2 separate regions of the Rattus norvegicus genome follow, and region 1 is linked to region 2. The links are chromatin contacts, called in public Hi-C maps. All regions are on one chromosome and are shown on one strand. Each heading gives the region's core, a stretch centred on a gene start, on an enhancer-like site or on the middle of the called end of the contact. The rest is flanking DNA. Distances are from core to core; before and after follow the strand shown. Region 1 overlaps Trio (trio Rho guanine nucleotide exchange factor). Region 2 overlaps Trio (trio Rho guanine nucleotide exchange factor).

The links. Hi-C and Micro-C count contacts between places; a contact is called where the count stands out from the background.
Region 1: a Hi-C map of kidney shows a contact between it and region 2, with 2.3 times the contacts expected there. The contact joins two enhancer-like sites. A contact is called at or near these places in 2 of 12 Hi-C or Micro-C datasets (kidney and mammary epithelial cells).

Annotation. Positions count from the first base shown.
Region 1 is chr2:80,498,091-80,501,876 of GRCr8, forward strand. The region is part of intron 1 of Trio (trio Rho guanine nucleotide exchange factor); the gene reads right to left. Among named protein-coding and RNA genes, the nearest start is that of Trio, 32 kb to the right of the region's middle. Within about 2 kb of position 2,416, at least 10 of the 93 cell types and tissues checked have an H3K27ac peak or open chromatin away from gene starts, as enhancers often do. A contact at or near this core is called in kidney, where this site is marked.
Region 2 is chr2:80,432,680-80,436,471 of GRCr8, forward strand. The region is part of intron 1 of Trio (trio Rho guanine nucleotide exchange factor); the gene reads right to left. Among named protein-coding and RNA genes, the nearest start is that of Trio, 97 kb to the right of the region's middle. Within about 2 kb of position 2,077, at least 76 of the 93 cell types and tissues checked have an H3K27ac peak or open chromatin away from gene starts, as enhancers often do. A contact at or near this core is called in kidney, where this site is marked.

The DNA of each region.
Region 1 (3,786 bases), core at 1,166-3,665, 66 kb after region 2:
ACCAGACCCACTGACTCCCACATCTACTGTCACTGCCCTACCAACTGGCAACAGGACGTCCACCCAACACAAGGACAGGTAGGCGTGCAGCTGATGTCTTCAGACTTATTTTCCAGTCCTGACCAACTGTCTTTAGGAATCAATCTGGGTAAACAAAGCAAGAGCAAGTTCTCCTGTAACTCTCCACCATGTTGGGTATATTGGAGTCAGAGAATATTGTATATCAGCCTTCACAAAAGTCAGGAGAACAAGGGGCAGGGGGTGAGGAGAGGAGGGTTAATAGGGGTCAGGGGAGGCCTGGGTGTTCAAAATTCAGGGTCCTTTGAAAGGATGAAGTTGCAGCTCTCTGAGCTACAGCAGAGTCCAGGTATGTTTTACAGAAAGTCAAACATTGCAGCCAGCCTTAGCCCTTCAAGTCCTCTCATTCCTGCCCTGGTGTGCTGGCACCTGCTGTCTATCTACCTCAGAATCATTTCCAAAGGGTTTTTTTTTCTTTTTGTTCACTGCCCATTTTTCCCCCTCTCAAACACTTTAGCCAATCTTAATTTCTTAATTTTGACTCAGGACGCTACGAATCACAAACTACACCAGATTTAAGAACAGCTTTTCAGGGGCTGGGGATTTAGCTCAGTGGTAGAGCGCTTACCTAGGAAGCGCAAGGCCCTGGGTTCGGTTCCCAGCTCCGAAAAAAAGAACCAAAAAAAAAAAAAAAAAGAACAGCTTTTCACTGGAGGGTGGAGCATCTCAGTCACAGACAAGGGGCATAAAGAGTCAGGAAAGCTGCTGTAGACTGAGTTCTCCAGCTGTCTATCCTGGAGCCGAAATCCCCATGGGCTGAGCCACTGAAAGTCTTCAATATCAGACCAAATGACCCGCAAGACAGAAGCTCAACACTGAACACACCACAGAGGCCCACCAAGTTTACAAGAGTGACGTTCTATTTAAATGAGAACTTACAACTGCCAGCTCTAAATTCCAAACATCTCTAAGTTCGTACTTAACTAGATGTTTGTCCTGAAGGTGTACATAATCCTATTTAAGACTGTCTTGAAGTTTCCTACAACTACATAGAGAGAAAATAGCAGGTCCAACAGCCTACAGAAAAATGTGAATATTTTCAATTCTGAAACAAGTCCTTGAAAACTGTTGGCCAATCCCAGGCCACAGGGGTCAGCTGTACACACAGTGCGGAGGGGATTACTGTACCTGTGCCCGTGGCACCAAGGGCTGGGGCTAGGTTGGAAGGAAAGTGTTGGAGTGAGTGCCACTCATCCCTGCCCCACACAAGAACTGCTCAGTGGAACAAGAATGTGAACGTTGTTAGATCAGAGGGGATTAAGGAGCAGGCCTGCTGTCACGCAGAGCAGCTCAGCACTATCTGGGACTGCCTGTCACACACTTAACTTACGGCTTCTTTCCTGAGGCACCAAGAGCCTTGCACACACGGTATGTAATGAAAAGACACGGGAAAGAATAGGGGGTTGCAGTGAGAACTTAACTCAAGAACATTTGGAAGAGGCTAAGAAGGGCACCTTGGTCGAAAAGTGTTTATGTATTGCATTGAGATAGGAATGATCAGCAAGGGAAACAGGACTCAGTGACATCAACACGGCCCTGGGTTGTAACAAAGCTAACACAGTGAATACCAGCATGCTCCAGCACGCTAGATAGACCCTGATAATTTTCTCAGTTTAAAAACAACAACAAAAGCACCTGTTCAAAGCCTCGGCAAAACTGAAGATCTAGGATCTGATGATTAAAAAGCTGTGGATGGAATGGCATGTCTGTGCAGCCTCATACACCCCTTTGTCAGACAGCTAGCTACCTGTCCATTTCTCTGCTGAGGGCATCCAAACAGAGCGCGGGAAGTGTCCCCTTCAATTCTCAAGCCTCACCTGCTGTTGCTATGGTGAGCAACGGCAAAGCTCTTTTCCAACACAACACACACACACACACACACACACACACACACACACACACACACACACACGGATAAATTCTGCATGGCATTCAGTCACTGCAGGCTGGGGGTTTGGTAGAGAAGGAAACCACTTTGCAAACCTGCAGTGTTCTCTGGCCAGCTGACTTTGAAGCCCTGAATTCAGAGTCACAGTCCTTCATAAACCAGAGAAGGACAACAAGTATGAAGGTTTTCAAGTCCCGAATCATCTCCCCCCCCCCTCAGAAATCTTGCCTCTTACATCACATTTTAAAAAATAAATGCTTAGCATGAAAATACACTCAAAGTAAAAGAGTAACTTAGTTAAACATTAGTGGATGGCAGGTTCCCTCAGGGTCACAGGACACCACCCTCCCCTAAGTTCTCACAATTTTGTGCTCCCAAATGTTCCTCAGCAAATGAAGGAGAGCGAGCCAAGCTTCTCCAACATGAACTTTCAGTTAGGCCTGCTATACAAAGGCACGAGGCTCTCACGGTTAAGAAGCATGACTGAATGCTGTTCTCTGACCTGTCTCATTCCCAAGGGGACTTGGCCAGAAAGCCTTAGTTTGTTTTGAGGTCAGAGAAATATTTAACAAGCAACTGTTTAGATTGAGGGAAAGGACTTCTCATCTGTTGGCTAGGACTCATGTAAATACCTAGGGGATGTATTAATTATTCTGAATTTCTTTTGTCTACAAACTGACACCTTTGGGAACTGGGAAGGCAGCTCCACAGCTAAGCTTCTGACAACTTAGCAAAAGTCTGAGCTTCTGCTAAGCCTGACAACCTGAGCTGGATCCCGGGGCCTCACATGAAAAGTCTTAAAAGTTGACCTTTGATCTCCACACTTCCGCCATGGCCCATGTGTACCCAAGCAACATACACAATAGCTTTTTAATTTTTTTTTTCATTTTTCTTTTTTTTTCGGAGCTGGGGACCGAACCCAGGGCCTTGCGTTTGCTAGGCAAGCGCTCTACCACTGAGCTAAATCCCCAAGCCTAAATTTTTTAATTGACTCCTTCTGAACAATCTTTCATTAAAACATCTCTTAGGGACCTCCCTTTTTGCCTATTTGCTGGACAGTGCTACCAAAGAGAAGAGAGCTGAGTCACAGTCCTGGAGGTCACTGGGCTGCTTCATCACCAGCCTGTCCTAACCAATGTGTCTAAAGCTCAGAAGCTTCTGCTTCCTGTGACACCCTGAAGAGGCTGAAGCCTCAGAGATGTGTGTACCCCATGGCGCTCCAGGCACCACCCACGTCCCAGAGCTGAGACATCACGCACAGTAGACTCTGAGGGAGGTGAAACCCCTGCAGAAGAGAACGGATAAACTCCCGAGTTAGGGCCAGGACCAGACCACATGACATTTACACTTACTGGCCTATGGGCCTTAGCAACAAAGTGAATTTCTTTGATTTCCTTTCTGTCATCACTAACAGGGAGAGCAGCGTCCACACATCCGAGGAACAGAGTCACATGAGACCTCCACAGACAGTTTAGTGGAGGTGAATTCCTTTCTTACCCTACATAGACAGCACACACCTGTAAACAGTCATCATGAAGGGAGTTCCTGCGATGCCCACCTGACAACCCGACAGTCTGCTCGCCTCTCCTGCTGTCCGCTCCCACTCTGAAAGTGCCCTGATGCTGGTGGATTAAGTACAAGTGAGAAGGGTGGGAAGCTGGAGGCTTTGAAAGGCACTGAATATCACGTAGTAAGAAATATTTGCACTGCAGGTGTCTTTGAGCCACTTCGGGCATTCTGGGTAATCTGCCCCTCCTGACACACGCCCCTCCCATCAAAGGCTACAGTTCTGCAGATGCAGAGCCCATGGAATGAAGGTT
Region 2 (3,792 bases), core at 827-3,326:
CAATGTCTATGCTGAGGATGCCTGTGTGACGGCATCTGCAGTCAGGCCTTAGTTAGCAGAGAAATGACCGTGTGAGGAGGACTCTGTGAAGTTCACTCTCCCCCTCCGTCCTTCTCCTCCTCCAAATGTGAATATCTAAATATCTTAATAGATTCATCTTGGGACGCTCAGCCCTGTTAGACAGCACAGTGGATTCTGTTACATATTTACAAAGCTGGCTGACCAGGAGCAACAGTCTGGCCCGTGCTCCCGAATCTGTCTCTTTCATGAACTGCAAACTGTGCAGCAAACGATAATCTCCACCTTCCTCTCAATCAGGGGACTGGCTTCAGACAGAAGCAGGTTCGAGTACTTGAAACCTCTGAGTACGGTGGAAGCGAACAAACAGGCAGAGTCTGTCCCTGCAGCCACGCCCAGTGTCCCCCAGGACTTTCTATTTTCAGTCTGTAAAAGATCGGCTCTGGCTATTTAGCCTTCAATCATACTATGATTACAACTGTATGAGGGAAAATTACCCTCTCGGCCCTGGGAGGGAATGTCCCACAGTAGTCTCTAACAATGGGAAATCTTTTAGATGAATCGGGGGCTGGAACGTCAACAACCCAGAGCAGTGGTCAGATCAAGTGCACACTTTCCGCCCTCAGACCCTGTGTCGGCACTGCAGTGCCACTCCAACAGAGCCGTTCCCAACTGGCCACGGTGCTCACCGATTCCTCACCACAGTGGCATTCCATTTTCAACATCAACCAACAAAAAAAGGAAAAGCAGTCCTCCATCTTGCTCACTGGCAGAAGCAGAAGCACCATGGGATCTCTCCAGGCTGTGTGAGCACCTCCCCAGCTCATTAGCCGAGCAGCACTTTCCACACAGAGGTGTGCACAGAAATCTAAGGTGAACTAATCAACCGAGGTAAGAGTAAGTTTTTGGACCTAGAGAGGTGGCTCAGCGGTTAAGAGCACTGACTGCTCTGCCAGAGGTCCTGAGTTCAATTCCCAGCAACCACATGGTGGCTCACAACCATCTGTAATGAGACCTGATGCCCTCTTCTGGAGTGGCTGAAGACAGCTTCAGTGTTCTTGCATGCATAAAGTAAGTAGATATTTAAAAAAAAAAAAAAAAGCTAAAAAGGCTTTTTTGGTAATCCACAGGGCCTCTAGCAGATTTTAATCATTTTGAATTTCACCTAATTGTTTGCTGACTTTATTTCTTTTAGGAAAACATGGTTATCTAAAAGCCCAATTATCCCTCCGCAGACAGAGCTCCTCATAAGGTTGCCTGTATGCCTTGTCGGAATTGTCTGCCATGTCGCCCAGAAACTGCTCCCCAGCCATCCCACGGGTCTCATAGCCTGTCAGCTACCCCACCTTACATCTACTAAACTGAAAATTCGCCTGTGGGAAAGACTGAAGCAAAGCTTACAGAAGCACAGGTTATGCCACAAATAAGACTAATAAATAAGGCAGGATTCTAAAGCAACCACAGCAAAAATGTTAAACAGTAAGCTGGTAGCTTCTCTTACTGACGAGCCTCGGTGGTAATTACTGAATTTTACTCATTAGGTAATTGGCGGAGCTCCGGAACACAAAGGGCAGGGTGATAAAACTCCACATCTGCGCGGTGGCCCCGCCCTCGCACTGCTGGCAGAGAGGGTGACGTCACCCTGTCTGAGCCAGCCGCTCCGCTGCAGAGCCTGCAGGATACTGCTCTAGTGCAGGGAGGCAGTGTTAGCACAATGTGTGGGGGTGGGGGTGGGGTAGCCTCGCAAACCTCTAGATCAGAGTCACAGGAAGGAAGTGCTTTAATGAGTCGGACTCTTCTGTAAGTGTGTTTAATTATGTAAGAATGTTAGAGAACAAAGGTTACATTTTCCCCCTAATACTAATATGTTAAAAAAAAAAAAGCCAACACGATCAATTGATGTTTATGTCATTTTTATAAAAATATATGATCCCAGATTGGATACGAAAATGAATCATCCATGTCAGGAATGTGGATATGTTCACAAACTAGCACATGAACAGTACACGACAAAACGGGTCCTAATCTTTAGTAATAACCACTACTGCTTTACTAACCACCTGATTGGCTGGCTCATCCTGTCTCGGGAGTGACAGCCCACAATAGCCGAAGAAGAGCATGGGCTGTACTCACTCGAGGGAACACCAACGGAGAGCTCTGGCTCTTAATTTCTTACACAAAATACACAGGACAAGCTGAACTGCCCAAAGGATGGAAGGCTGGTTAGAGTATTACACAAGCCTTAAAATAAAGGAAGAAATCTGTAGACTTTATTGATGTTTTGACGAGGCATTAATGGTTCCCTGGAAGTTAATTCATAGCATATAATAGGCCAGTTGTCCAAAAAGGCATTATAAAAGGGGTTCCAACTTCCTCTAGTCTCACAAATGAGAAAGGAAACAGGTCCAAGAGCACCTTTAATCTTCTGATCCCCAGACGGACATGGAGGCATACAGAGAAACTGTATTTCTCTAAGTAATGCAAAATAAGACACCTGCCCCCTCTGTCTCTCTGTGCTTCTATCTGTCTGCCTGTCTGTCTCTGTCTGTCTCTCTGTGTGTGCATGTGTGCTACAAAGCCAGACAGTAGATGCCACCCTAATTACATATGTGTATTTCACTCATGCACACATGCACACACATGGTTCTGCAAAGCCAACCTGATCCAAAGACTGCTTTGCAGAAGAGTCCAGGGAATTGAACCAGAGTGACAAAACCTGATCCCTGAGTTATGTGAATGGATTCCAGCCCAGCCAAGATTGATTGCTAAAAGAAATCCTGGTCCATTATTACATCAAGCATTTCATTCATTTAAATAGCCATGCCTGGCTTCCCTTGCCTTCCACCGTCCCATCTTCCTGGTCAGTGTTCCCGCAGGTGGCCTTGCTGTGTCTACAGCCTCCTAATCACTGGTCAATAGTCCTTCTGACCCCACCACTCAAACTTGGCTTCTAGCTCACGTCTCCTTCTACTGCTTTCTCCCTAACCGTTTTCCATGATGCCCTTCTGTGGCTTCCTGATGCCTTCACATAAGACATAAGCTCCCTGACATGACATAATCCTTCAGATGTGATGTCACTTGCCAATACTAATTCTCTCCCCAGGCAAAAATAAAAGAACCCCAACCACATGTTCAACTCCTGGCCCTTTGAACTCCTATGCACACCACTAGAACCCCACTCCCATCATTCCTGTTCCTGGGGCACAGTGCACACACCAGGAACCCTGCTGCTGGATTCATAACCCACTCAGCTCCCATAGCACCCAGGCCTTCGTCACAACATGGGAATGACCTAATACTGGTCACAGGGTCACTACGCATTGTATCCCACTGTGTGGGATAAAAAAGAAAAACCCCAAGCCGTCACTGAGCCTAGGTAAACAACACCTGAAGCTGGCAGATTTCAATGCCAGTCTACAAATGGGGTCCCCAAAAATCACAGAATTAACCATACTCTGAAGCTCACAATGGCCAGGCAGTTAAGGCGACTCATTCTCTTGTTGTCTGATATACTTAATGACTAGTACATAACACTGTGTTTACAATTCCTTCATATTTTAAGATAGGAAAAGGTTTTACTTTGAGGTTTTTACAATGTAATTAAAACATTATCTTCTGCCCTAATCACTATTACCTCTGATGAAGAAAGGAAGGGTAGACCATGACAAGGGAGAAAGAAGATTTAGGAGCAGGCTCATTTCAGTACCGCAAAGGGGGCGCCAGGGCTACAGGGAAGCGGGGACTGTGCAGGCATCAGAGGCCTGCTTCTCTGCA